Regions from separate parts of the Danio rerio genome. Here region 2 is linked to region 1. The links are chromatin contacts, called in public Micro-C maps. All regions are on one chromosome and are shown on one strand. The core of a region is the stretch at or near the end of the contact, and the rest is flanking DNA. Distances in the headings are between cores, read along the strand shown.

Region 1 (5,561 bases), core at 658-3,157:
CATTTTCTTTTCGACTTAGTTCCTTTAATAATCAGGGGTCAACACAGTGGAATGAACCGGCAACTTATCCAGCTACGTTTTATGCAACAGATGCCCTTCCAGCTGCAACTCATCACTGGATATTATATTATATTATAATATATTATATTATATTATATTATATTAAACATTTATAATATATAAAAAAATTGCTAAAATTTAGAAAGTACATATTTAATGATGTTTTGGGTCATATTTTACTTTGAATTGTGTTTTAATACAGTTGTTGTTTTGATGTTTGACTTCAGCAACAACATATATTGGATAAAGCATCTCATAATTTTGATTATATTTGATAATATGCCTTTTATTTTTTGGTTTACTATTTAAGTACAAGCATGTGTAATAAAAATACAAACTATGTATCTAATTTCATGGACACCTACAGATGCCTATTTTACAAGAAACATGTTTTGTGAACACACAATGTTTTGTGAACGCATGTTTGGCGCAAACATGCATTCACAATGGTATGGACGTTTACAGGGGTGGTCAAATGTATTTTCAAGTTTTCTATTCCTGATTGGGTAGCTTTACTTTTAAAGCGGTAGATTTAAGATAAAAACACAACATTTCAGTGAATTTAAGACATTTTAAGACTCTTTTAAGACCATTTTGGATAAAATTTTGCACTTATACAAGACTGAACACTAAGGATTTTTTCTAATGACCAGGTTACTTCTGTAAATAGTTTTTGTATTAATAGAAGATCATGTGTTGCTTTAGTTTTGCTGGAGAATTTGCTGTAAAAATGTCTAAATGTTGTTGTGAATTGTATCAAAAAACGTAATTGTAAAAAAAAAAATGTAAATAGTAAAAAAAAAAAATTTTGAGATGGATAATTGGTGATAGGGTGTCCGCCTGATTGGGTAGCTTTATTTTTAAAACAGTTGATTTAAGACAACAATACAATATTCAGTAAATTTTAGACTTGAAAGACCATTTTAAGACCATTATGAATGAAATTTTAGATTTATACGGGGCTAAACACTAAGGTTTTTTTTCTAATGGCCAGGTTACTTCTGTAAATAGTTTTTGTATTAATAAAAGATCATGTGGGATGTGTTGCTTTGGTTTTGCTGGAGAAAAATGTCTTATCGTTGTTGTAATATGTTTTTGCAATAAAATATAAAATATTGAGAAAAAAAGGTTTTGAGATGGATAATTGGTGATTGAGTGTCAGCTTGATCCTAGCTTTACTTTTTTCTTAAAGCAGTAGATTTGAGACAACAACACTATTTCAGTGAATTTAAGACTTTTTAAGACCCTGCAGACACCCTGCTACAAAAAGTTAAATCAAGCACAAATATGATTAGTTGCTTTTTTTGTAATCTGCGGCCCATTTCTGGGTCATGACCCACCAGTTTAGAAACTGCTGACTTACCGATTTCCTCAAAAGAGTTACACAATCTAGCGAGTTCACAGGAAGTCGGTTCATTTTTACCTACGACAATGCACTATCAGGTCAGAAATGCAGCATTGTTATATTACGCAAATAAAACTTCACGCCAGACGTCTGGCACAAGCGCAGGGTGCTGACTCAAGCGCATTATCTTATTGTGCACAGAACAATGGCAACTGAATCAGACGGCGAAATGAATTCTGGATTGTTAGGCAACACAAGAGGGTTTGCAAACAAAGGCGGTGTTGTTGCTCCAAGGTGTCGCCGTACATTTCCCATCAAAGCGTCTCCAATTGATGGCCACTTTGCATCCCTCCATCTATTTGTTTCATCACATGTTTGTTTGCTTTCCTTTCCTCTCCCCCAATCAAACAGGTTTTTTAGAGGCCGAGCTGGTCTGTGGGCTGCTGGTGAGGAGGCGGGACAGGAAGAGGTGGGCGACCAGAGAATTGCATTTCCTTGTGCGTCTCCACTCCCTGCCCTCAGGTTATCGATTCAGCTCCTACTAAAACTGCACACACCCACGTGGGCTGGCGCAATACACACACACGCGCTTGTTTGGCCGCGGACTCACACATGTACAAGAAATACACATGTACGTAATGCACTTGATCCTCCGAGCTCTGCAAATAAAAAGCTTTTTGCGTTTTTGGCTTGTTTTGCCGTTGTTCATTTTACACCATTTTCTCTCCCCCAGCTCACACATTAGAGCCCACACAGATATGATACATGCACACACACACACACACACACTTCTACATGCCTCTTCACTCAGACAGCTCATCCAAAGGGACAGTACATGGAGTGAAATATTGTGAGTCACACAGCCTAATTATCTAAATCAGAGAAAAGGTGTTGGATCAAACCAGGACAGGGGTCTATTTATAATTTCGTAGTCGGTTATTTTTCTCTCCGATTGTCTTGTGTGTTTTTGAACATTTGCACAGTGATGTCTTTGTTCGTGTTGTTTGACAGAGATAGTCAGTAAGTCGAGTGGTATGCGGTAAATGTTGTGTAACTGTTTGAAGTGACAAAGAGGTAATTGCACATGTTTGTGTTTATCTGGATGATGATGGAGGTGTGTGAGTCTCATACACACAAAAAAACAGGTCATGGTGATAAATCACGACAAAATTATATGGTTTGCATTGTGACATTTTACAACATATACGCTCATTCTCCTACAAAATTCTCATTAATACGATGAGTGATTTTTTTTTCTTTTAATATTAATGAATAGTATTATGAGGCTGCACGATGGCTCAGTGATTACCAATGTCACCTCACGGCAGGAAGGTCACTGGTTTGAGTCCCGGCTGGGCCAGTTAGCATTTCTGCAACCCAGGCTCATTCTGAAAACGTACCTCTATATGCATTTCTAGAGAGTGCTAAATATGTCCCAGGAGCTACGTCTTTTTCAGTTTTTGTTTTCACGAATCCACCAGAGGCCACTATGTATGCTTTTTGTGATCTCAAATTTTTCTCACGAGTACCGTTCGCCAAGCTGTTCTCACGTAAACCCACCAGGGGCGGCTGTCAACTGACTGTTTGACTGACTGAATGACTGAGTGACTAACTGACCGACTGGCCCACCCTTCTCCTTCCCTAAACCCAACCAATAGTATTGATTGACCTGGCCACCCACTTCCCTAAACCCAACCAAAAATTTTCAAAAGCAATACAGAAAAAGAAAAGCCCTCATCTGATTTTTTACCTATTACACATTCTCACCCTGTTATTTACTTGTTTATTTTGTTTTTTTGGATTTAGATTTTGTCTTACCCGCTTTCTCTAACTGTTCTTTAATGGACTGGAACCCCGTCATCATGGTCAACTCCTCTCTGCGCCTCAAGTCCGCTGACATACATGGCGAGCTAACTTGACAAACTGGTATAACCGGAAAAGCCGTCCATGCGGAGGTAAGCAGTCAGCTGGTAAGCGTATAAAAGGAACGACATCATACCGCCCCGTAGCGTTCATTTTAAAAATGAAATGTAGCCATATGTAGCTCTGGCTACATAATTTATGATCTCCAGAAACGTATATAGGGCTCCGTATTCAGAATGAGCCTATGTTGCATTTCTATGTGAAGTTCTCCCCGTGTTTGTATGGGTTTTCTTTGGGTGCTCCGGCTTCCCCTACAGTCCAAAGACATGCATTATAAATGAATTAAATAAACTAAATTGGCCGTGGTTTATAAGTAAGAGTGTGTATGGGTGTTTTCCAGTACTGGGTTGTGGCTGGAAGGGTATACGCTGCGTAAAACATATTCCAGAATAGTTGGTGATTCATTGCACTGTGGAGACAGGATGAAAATGAATAAATTAATGAAATACTAACATAATTTATGTAATCATACATTATCGATATTTAAGTTACGCTAATGACAGATTTTTTAAGTCCTTGAAATTTATGTTTTGTTTTGATTTGTTTTATGTCGATTATGGTGATTTTTCCTTTCCTTATGATAATTACATTGATATTAGCAAGTATTAACATGGTTCATTTAGACTTTACAATTCAAGTATGTCATTATATAATTAATGGTTATGAAAATAATAATTCTTCACTTTGCCTTATGGTAATGACATTGAAATTATCAAATATTAAAATTATTTGTTAAAAAAATTACACTATAGGTCATGTTTTACCTTATTAGTTTATATTAATATTTTTATGTCTATTATGATAATGATAATGAGTCTTTCTCTCGTGCATTGTTCGTTAATTACTTTGACATTAACAAATAATAAAATTATTAATAAATAATTGCAAATAATAATTCATCACCTAAATTATCATGTTTATTTTGCTAATAAGAAAATATTTTTTTATTTCCATTATGGTAATGATACATGAAAGTTGAATATAGTACAGATATTTTTATTTGCATTGGGATGGTCATATTTGTGAACAGTTTGGAGTTTAATTTCTGTGTGCAAAGATTCCGTGTGGACCAAGTTATCCTGTATATTCTCATGAGTATATTGTATCTAAATCAGTGTTTCTCAACCACATTACTGAAGGACATTTTCCATGCCTCCTTAACCAAACACACCTGATTCAGATCATTAGCACATTAGCAGGGACTGAAAGACCTGTAACGTGTGCAACAAAGCTGGAGATATCCAAAATATGCAGTGTTGGTGGTCATCCAGGAACGTAGTTGAGAAACACTGATCTAGATTATACTTATAGACTCTCTACTGTCTTTTCTGAACCACAAACCAAAAACATAGATAATTTGCATGAAGGTAATGACAGTTAGATTAAAATATACAATTATGATTAATAAGTAAATTGTTCATAAAAATTAATTCATTTTATTGATGTTATGGAAATTAGTAGTTTGTGAAGTGTTAATGAGAATAGAATGATTCATGAGTAAAATTTTGTATAATTTGTAATTTGCATTATTATTTATGTGTGAGGATATAATGTGATCTAATATATATAATATAAGATATGAGCAGTTCCAGCATTATGGATGTGACATTTGCAGTAAAAACTCGAAACATGAATTCACATAGAAAGTATATGTTAACATTATATTGAAACATCTCTTTATATTTTTCAAAACAACTAGCCACAGAGTTGTGGGAGCAGAAAAAAATCAATCTGTAAACATTTTCATATTTTAAATAAGAAAATAAACATGCGTTATGGATGTGACAAAAAAAAAGTCTGCAGGTTTACAGTATCCAACATACTTTAGATATTCTGTGAATTAAACTGCACAACCCAAAAGAAACAATGCTAATACAAAGGATAAGAGTTGGCTCTTTATGGAACAAACATAATTGCTTTTATTTATTTAACATTTTTGCATTTATTAGGAAAAAGTGTCGTTATGGCTGTGACATCTCTCCGTTATGGATGTGAAGGATTTGAAATTGCCACTTATGTGACTTTGGAAAATCAAATATAATTGTTTGAGAACACTGATAGAAACAATTTTGAGCATTTTTAAAGCACCATAAAATACATAAAACATAGCCTACATAAAAAAGTTTACACAAAAAAATGCAGAAACAGTTTTGCTATTTTGACGAAAACTTTTTGTTTTTTCATGGCAAGGTTTAAATTTGCATGGAATTGCTCATGTATTCACTTTATATCA
Region 2 (6,454 bases), core at 2,123-4,622, 50 kb before region 1:
AGCTGCTTCTTTTTGAAAGTTCAGATCACTCAAAAGATCTGTCAAAACTTTAAAACATTTGAGTAAACTAACTCACTTTTGATTTTTAATGATTTAATTAGGACAGTAAGGTCTGACTTTGCTAAGACAAAAGTCGTGTCACTTAACAGAAATTATGTACAGTATAGAACAGGGGTCGCCAATTTTGTTCCTGGAGGTCCGGTGCCCTGCATGTTTAGCTCCAACTTGCCTCAACACACCTGCCTGGGTGTTTCAAGTATACCTAGTAAGACCTTGATTAACTTGTTAAGGTGTGTTTGATTAGGGTTGGAGCTAAAATCTGCAGGACACCGGACCTCCAGGAACAAGTTTGATGATCCCTGGTATAGAATATAAAGTCATGGTGCAGAGAAAAAAAATTATTTTGTGTATGTCCCATGAGCTTGGACGACTGCATCCTTACATCTCTGCAATGACTCAAATAACTTATTAATAAAGTCATCTAGAATGGCAAAGAAAGGGTTCTCGCAAGACTCCCAGAGTTCATCAAGATTCTTTTGATTAATTTTCAATGCCTCCTCCATCATCTGATCCCAGACATGCTCAATAATGTTCATGTCTGGTGACCCTGTGGACATTTAAACTCTGAAGCCCCAGTCAGGCTAACTGAATTTTTAAGTTACTAAACTAAACAAAGTTTTATTTTGTACTTAAACAAACTGTTTGTGAAGTCAAAGTTTCAACTCCTAGCCCTGCAATACTTATTGAAATATTGAAATGAAGTATCAAAAAAACTAATTTGTGCAATTTGTTTCCATAAAAGTCACAAACTCCAGTGTTAATGTAGCACTCAAGTGGAGTCTTAAGGACCAGTCACACAGAACATGTGCATGACCATTACACTCACATCTTGCGTCTTTTGCAGGGCATCGCACATGATCATTAATGGACCTCGAGCTGGGAATCGGACTCGGGTCACCGTGAGCACCACCATGATAAGTGTTGATGTACTTAACCACTTAACCCAGGCTCATTGTGGATACCTACCTAGGTCTACACTTGTGGGGACTTTGAAATACGTAACGTTAGGTACGTCTGATTGCAGTTTTGTTTTTGCAAATCCACCAGAGACCGCTGTGTATGCTTTTTGATGGTCACAAATTCCTCTTGCATAAAACCACCAGAGGGCGCAATATACACTTCAGCCGACCAGGCCAGCTTGCTGTCGACTGAATGACTGACCAACTGACCCACCCACCTCTTTTCCCAAATCCAACCAAGAGTGTTATCAGAAGCAATCTACAAAAACTAAAGCCATCGCGGCTGCATTATTTCACCACATTTTCAGCCTGTTGTTTATTTATGTATTCATTTATTTGCTTTTGTTTTACCTGGTTTCTGGAACTTTTCTTCACCAGACTCGAACTCTGTGGTCATGGTCAACTCTGCTCCATGTCCAAAGACTGCCAACATACGTGGCAAGCCACTGGCCAAACGTTACACCAGAAAAGCTGTCCACTGGTAGCGCTAATAGAAACAGAAGCCATCGGTGGTGTCATACCGCACCGTAGCATTCGTTTTAAAGATGAAATGCAGCCAGATGTACCTCTGGATACATAATTCACATTATCCAGAAGCGTAGACAGGGGTATGTATCCACAATGAGCCTGTGTTAGCTATGTGAGTGCAATTGTTTTATATCAAGTCAAAAGAAGGTTAAGTGTCACAGCAGTGGACTCAGCAGTCCAATCAGAAGAACTCAGAGGCGGGGCAAGCATTGTAAGTTTCTGTTAACCATACCTAGTTGGCATGACAACTGTTCAATGTTAACATGGCGCATAGATATATACACTAGGTATCGCATACAGATTCAGAGCATGTGTCAATAGCGCCATCACATTTGTACAGTGCAAAACAAGAAAACAAATCACAAAGGCATCAAATTTCATAGATAAGATTTCGTTTCTTACGTTTGTGTGTGTTACAAACTTTTGTGCTATACGATTATTGAGGATAATACAATCACTTGCCATAAGGCAAAATAGCACCGAATCACACTAAATTCTAGGCTAGTTTCTTGATAGTTTTGTTAAACAAAGTCAGCAAACAAAGCGAGCGCACATTGAAGAAGATACCCAGAGGCGATATGAACATGGAGATGCTTATTGCACTAGTGAACAATATTCATTTGTTCATCGCTAGAGCTGGAACTGCTACTTGAACCATCCTTAACAACAAGCGTGTCAACTTTGTCTTCTTCTTGTGTGTCATAAGCGAGTGTCAGAAGCTTAAAGTTGTGTAGCGCCATCTAACGTCAAGGAAGAATTTTGCATACTCTTCTGCTCAACGTCAGTGAAAATCGCTTGGGTTTGAATGCGGAAGTGTCTTGAAAAACGCTGATGAAAAGCATCCCGGTATGTGCGAGACTTTAGAAATTGAAGAGAAGGCAGGAGAGGGACCTGCACCTTGGTCACACATTTATTTCAAAGGAGCGCTACCCTGTACTAAAATGCCGGCTCTGTTGATACATTCCTTCCAATAGACACCAATAGCATAGGTGACATCTAATGTAAATATCTATGAACATGGTGAAGGAAGTACTGTTTAAAAAAAAAAACATTCCTAAGTGCTTCATCTCAAGTTTTAGATGCAAAGTTGTGTGCTTCTGCTCTTCCCAACAATGACAACATAACAGAAACCTCTGTAAATCTCAACATAGCCCCAAATTGATTTCTCCCTACACTAAAGATGTGCAAAAACACACATAATAACACTTATGCTGTGCCTAACAGCTTTAAAATGCAGCATTCCAGGGTGGGATGGCATCAAGGCACATCCGAATCCAAATTCAGATTGAATTTCGAAGGCAGCATAAATGGGTGCTTCGATATCCCACAATGCTGTGCATTTCATTTCTGACAATTGAGCTAAATATATCAACATCTTAACGTGTCACTCGGGTGTCATTTTTGTGTAAGTGTTCTTTTTTGACCAACATTTTACACTGTTGATGGCATTTCTAGTGAGAAAATAGTGTTGTAGTAAGCAGACATTTTCTTAGTTATATCGTCAAAGCTCTCTCTGTTTAGTTGTACATGATTAAATATGCTGTCTCAGAAGTTTTACAAGGTGTCTTGGTGCACAAATGCTGCCTCCAGAGCCTTAACTTCAACACTTATTTTACTCACACAGTATGACGCGAAGCATGCTGGGAACTAGAATTGGTCTCTACTCAGTTCATGTAGCCCTTTTCTATTAAGCACAATGAACTTTTTAATTATTGAGTAAAATTAAGTCACTTTTCAGCTTTTTTTAATAGCAGCAAGGGAGCTCACGAGGTTTTCAATCAGAGTTAGTGACTCATTTAGGTGCTGTTTCGCCTCTCGGCCGTATAGCGTGACTGACCTTCACCATCATGTGACTCAATCTGTGCTGTGGTCTTGTGGGTCCTGGTGTCATGACTAAGCCTGATTGTATGAAAAGGGAGTGGGCATCAGCATTGGTATTAGCAATGCCATGGGCATCGCAGTGGAGCAGCTGGCCATGAACGCTCCAGTGAGACTCTGCCGGGCTCTGAAGCTCCGCACAAATGGACAGATCTGGCTCTGTCGAACATCTGCTAATTTTCCAGCAGCGCTGCTTTGTGATCTGAGGCCTGGAGGTGAGGGATGTTGGGGGTTGGTTGGTTGGTTGGTTTATAAAGGGGGCTGTGAAAGCTGGAGATTCCAGATGATGTCCATGGTTGAGGCAGATGTTGTGTGTGGCATGTTTATAAAGTGGTGACTAACTCAGAAATTTAAATTCAAGTCATTGTGTTTTATAAGAGACGTTCTGGTTGCAGTGTTGTTTGTATATACAGTGGAAATGAAGGATAAACAACATTGCTTAGTCACCAACATTCTTTAAATGATTCTCTTTTATGATTTGCAGAAGAATGTAGGTCATGCCGGTTTTGGAATGACACGAGGTGTGAGTAAATGATGACAGAATTTTAGGTGAACTGTCCCTTTCCTTTCACATCCTGAAGTACTTTTAATAGTTTTCACTTCTGTAATGGGATGCATTTAAAAGCAAAACTGAATGTAGCTTAGGGATGGCCGATTCCACATTTTGTTAATGTCAAATGATACAACCAGTATTTTTTGTTTGAGTTTTAATGATGCAGATACAGATACTGCTTATTATTTTAAATGTGAATAAGTATTTTGTTGACAAGTTGTTGAAATTATTTTATACTGATTATCTTTTTATCATTATTATCTTTTCACACATATTATATATAAATTATATATATATATATATATATATATATATATATATATATATATATATATATATATATATATATTATATATGTGTGTGTGTGTATATAAAATAGATGAGAAATATCACATGAGTTATCACATGAGTAGCAGTGCGATGTGGCTGTATATCGGCACTGGTGGGAGGCGTGCGTTGGCACGAGGCTGCAGAACCCGAGTGATGATATACAGCCACATCGCACTGCTTCGAGTGTGATATTGTGTTTACACAACAGTTTGACAGCATAACTGTGTATTTAAAAAAGAAAATCAAAGAGTCTCAAAACTTTTGTAAGAGGAACTACTTTCTTCCTCCACTCATTCACATCTGCAGCTGACAGAATTGCAGTATACATCACTTTAGAGCTAGTATTTGAATGATTCTCTAGCGTAATGTTTAAAGTGATGACAAAATGTGATTTTGCTCGCATTTTAAGATTATAAGGCTGAGCGGCATGAAATGCCATCAGTCTACAGAGATTTCTAAGTATTTCTCTGTTGCAATTGGGAGATCACAATATAACCATGGTATAAATACAGTACTAGAACACAAAAGAGAGAGATCGACTTAGAAAGTCATTTACCTGTTTAATAATGATTTGATCAGCTGTAGTTTGAAATTACGCTGTTTTTCTCTTAAGGCTTATTATGCGGTATCTGTCGCTATCTTGTGGATGAACATCGTCAACCGTCTTTGCTCAATGACAGGCTAAGGGCTGCTGATGCACTTTCTCTTTTCGAAATTATAATTAAAATATTTACTATCCTTATAAATAAACTGCACAGTTGCAATCTAAACAACTACATTCTTGCCTTTAAAAGTCTTAAAAATACTTTGTTTTCCAACAGCAGCAGCATTTGTCAAACTCTAGAGTGTCCTCTGCTTGTTGCTGTATGTGTGCGGAGTAATACACGAGTGAAGGGTTAAAATGCAGAACGAGTGCTGTTTCTTGCTGAAAATTGCATGGCTATTAGCCAATCAGATTCAAGAACCAGACGGAACTGTTGTGTGTGTGTGTGTGTGTGTGTGTGTGTGTGCGTGTGTGTATCTATCTATCTATCTATCTATCTATCTATCTATCTATCTATCTATCTATCTATCTATCTAGATAGATAGATAGATAGATAGATAGATAGATAGATAGATAGATAGATAGATAGATAGATAGATAGATAGATAGATATCAAATCAAACTGTTTATACAATATCCTTACAAAACTGATGAAATAACAAATCTTTCGAAATTAAACTGTGCAACAACATTTAAAGATCACTGGTTTCAGCCTGTTGCACCTTTGAAAAATTAGATGTTTTGATAGATATCAAGATACCTGGAAATATGCATGTAAATACATACTGTATTATATTAATATTTACTTTAAATGGTGCCCTTAAAATGTAAAATGAGCTTTTCAAGACACCCTACACAAAGAAAAGCAATAAAGGAATGAAATACTCATTAGAACCACAATAATACAATGACTGAACATCCAAATAAAAATGTTATTTATTAATAGGGAACAAAATAAGGCAATTAAGTAAAAACTAACCTAAAATTTCTCTAAAAGCACTTTTAAAGTTCCAGTAAAATCAAAACAATGTTTAGGTCCATATATCATATCTATAAATTCATATCAGTATGTTAATTGTATTCCTGTAAGTGTGCACCAAAACTGTGAAAACAAATTGCATTTAGATTATACAGTCATCCATAGCTTGCAGTTCACTTCCACCTTTATGGATCAACACTTGTTTCACCTATTATTTCAGTTTGTCACCAAATCTTGTCACCAGTCAGGGGTCCGTTTCTCAAACAACAACATCACTTGCTACTGAACTGCCATAGTACGATGCATCATTTGGGAAAAGAATGATGTAGTGACAAGTGTTTCCCAAAACTGTAGTTGCTTTGTCGCAGATCCATCATTTGAACCACGTCAGTTTGAATGTAAAACGTCCATAATGTTTTTTTTTTTTTTTTTTTTTTTTACAAATATTATTGAGAATATTTTATATTCTAATCTAAAATAGAAAGTTGTTATTTTGGTAATTCATTTGTATTTATTTATTTATTTATTTATTTATTTATTTATTTATTAAATCTACTTTTACAATTTGACACATTCAAACCACTGCAGAAAAGTTATTAAACATACTATACATTAAATAAATA

Evidence for each region. A called contact is a pair of places that touch in the nucleus more often than the background predicts.
Region 2: a contact with region 1 is called in a Micro-C map of caudal fin, with 2.7 times the contacts expected there. The contact joins two enhancer-like sites. A contact is called at or near these places in 2 of 18 Hi-C or Micro-C datasets (caudal fin and an unstated tissue).

Annotation. Positions count from the first base shown.
Region 1 is chr22:18,256,422-18,261,982 of GRCz12tu, reverse strand. All of the region lies in intron 1 of LOC141380307 (a long non-coding RNA gene), which reads right to left. Among named protein-coding and RNA genes, the nearest start is that of cirbpb, 18 kb to the right of the region's middle. Within about 2 kb of position 1,907, at least 29 of the 62 cell types and tissues checked have an H3K27ac peak or open chromatin away from gene starts, as enhancers often do. A contact at or near this core is called in caudal fin, where this site is marked.
Region 2 is chr22:18,307,164-18,313,617 of GRCz12tu, reverse strand. No RefSeq gene overlaps it. Among named protein-coding and RNA genes, the nearest start is that of cirbpb, 69 kb to the right of the region's middle. Within about 2 kb of position 3,372, at least 15 of the 62 cell types and tissues checked have an H3K27ac peak or open chromatin away from gene starts, as enhancers often do. A contact at or near this core is called in caudal fin, where this site is marked.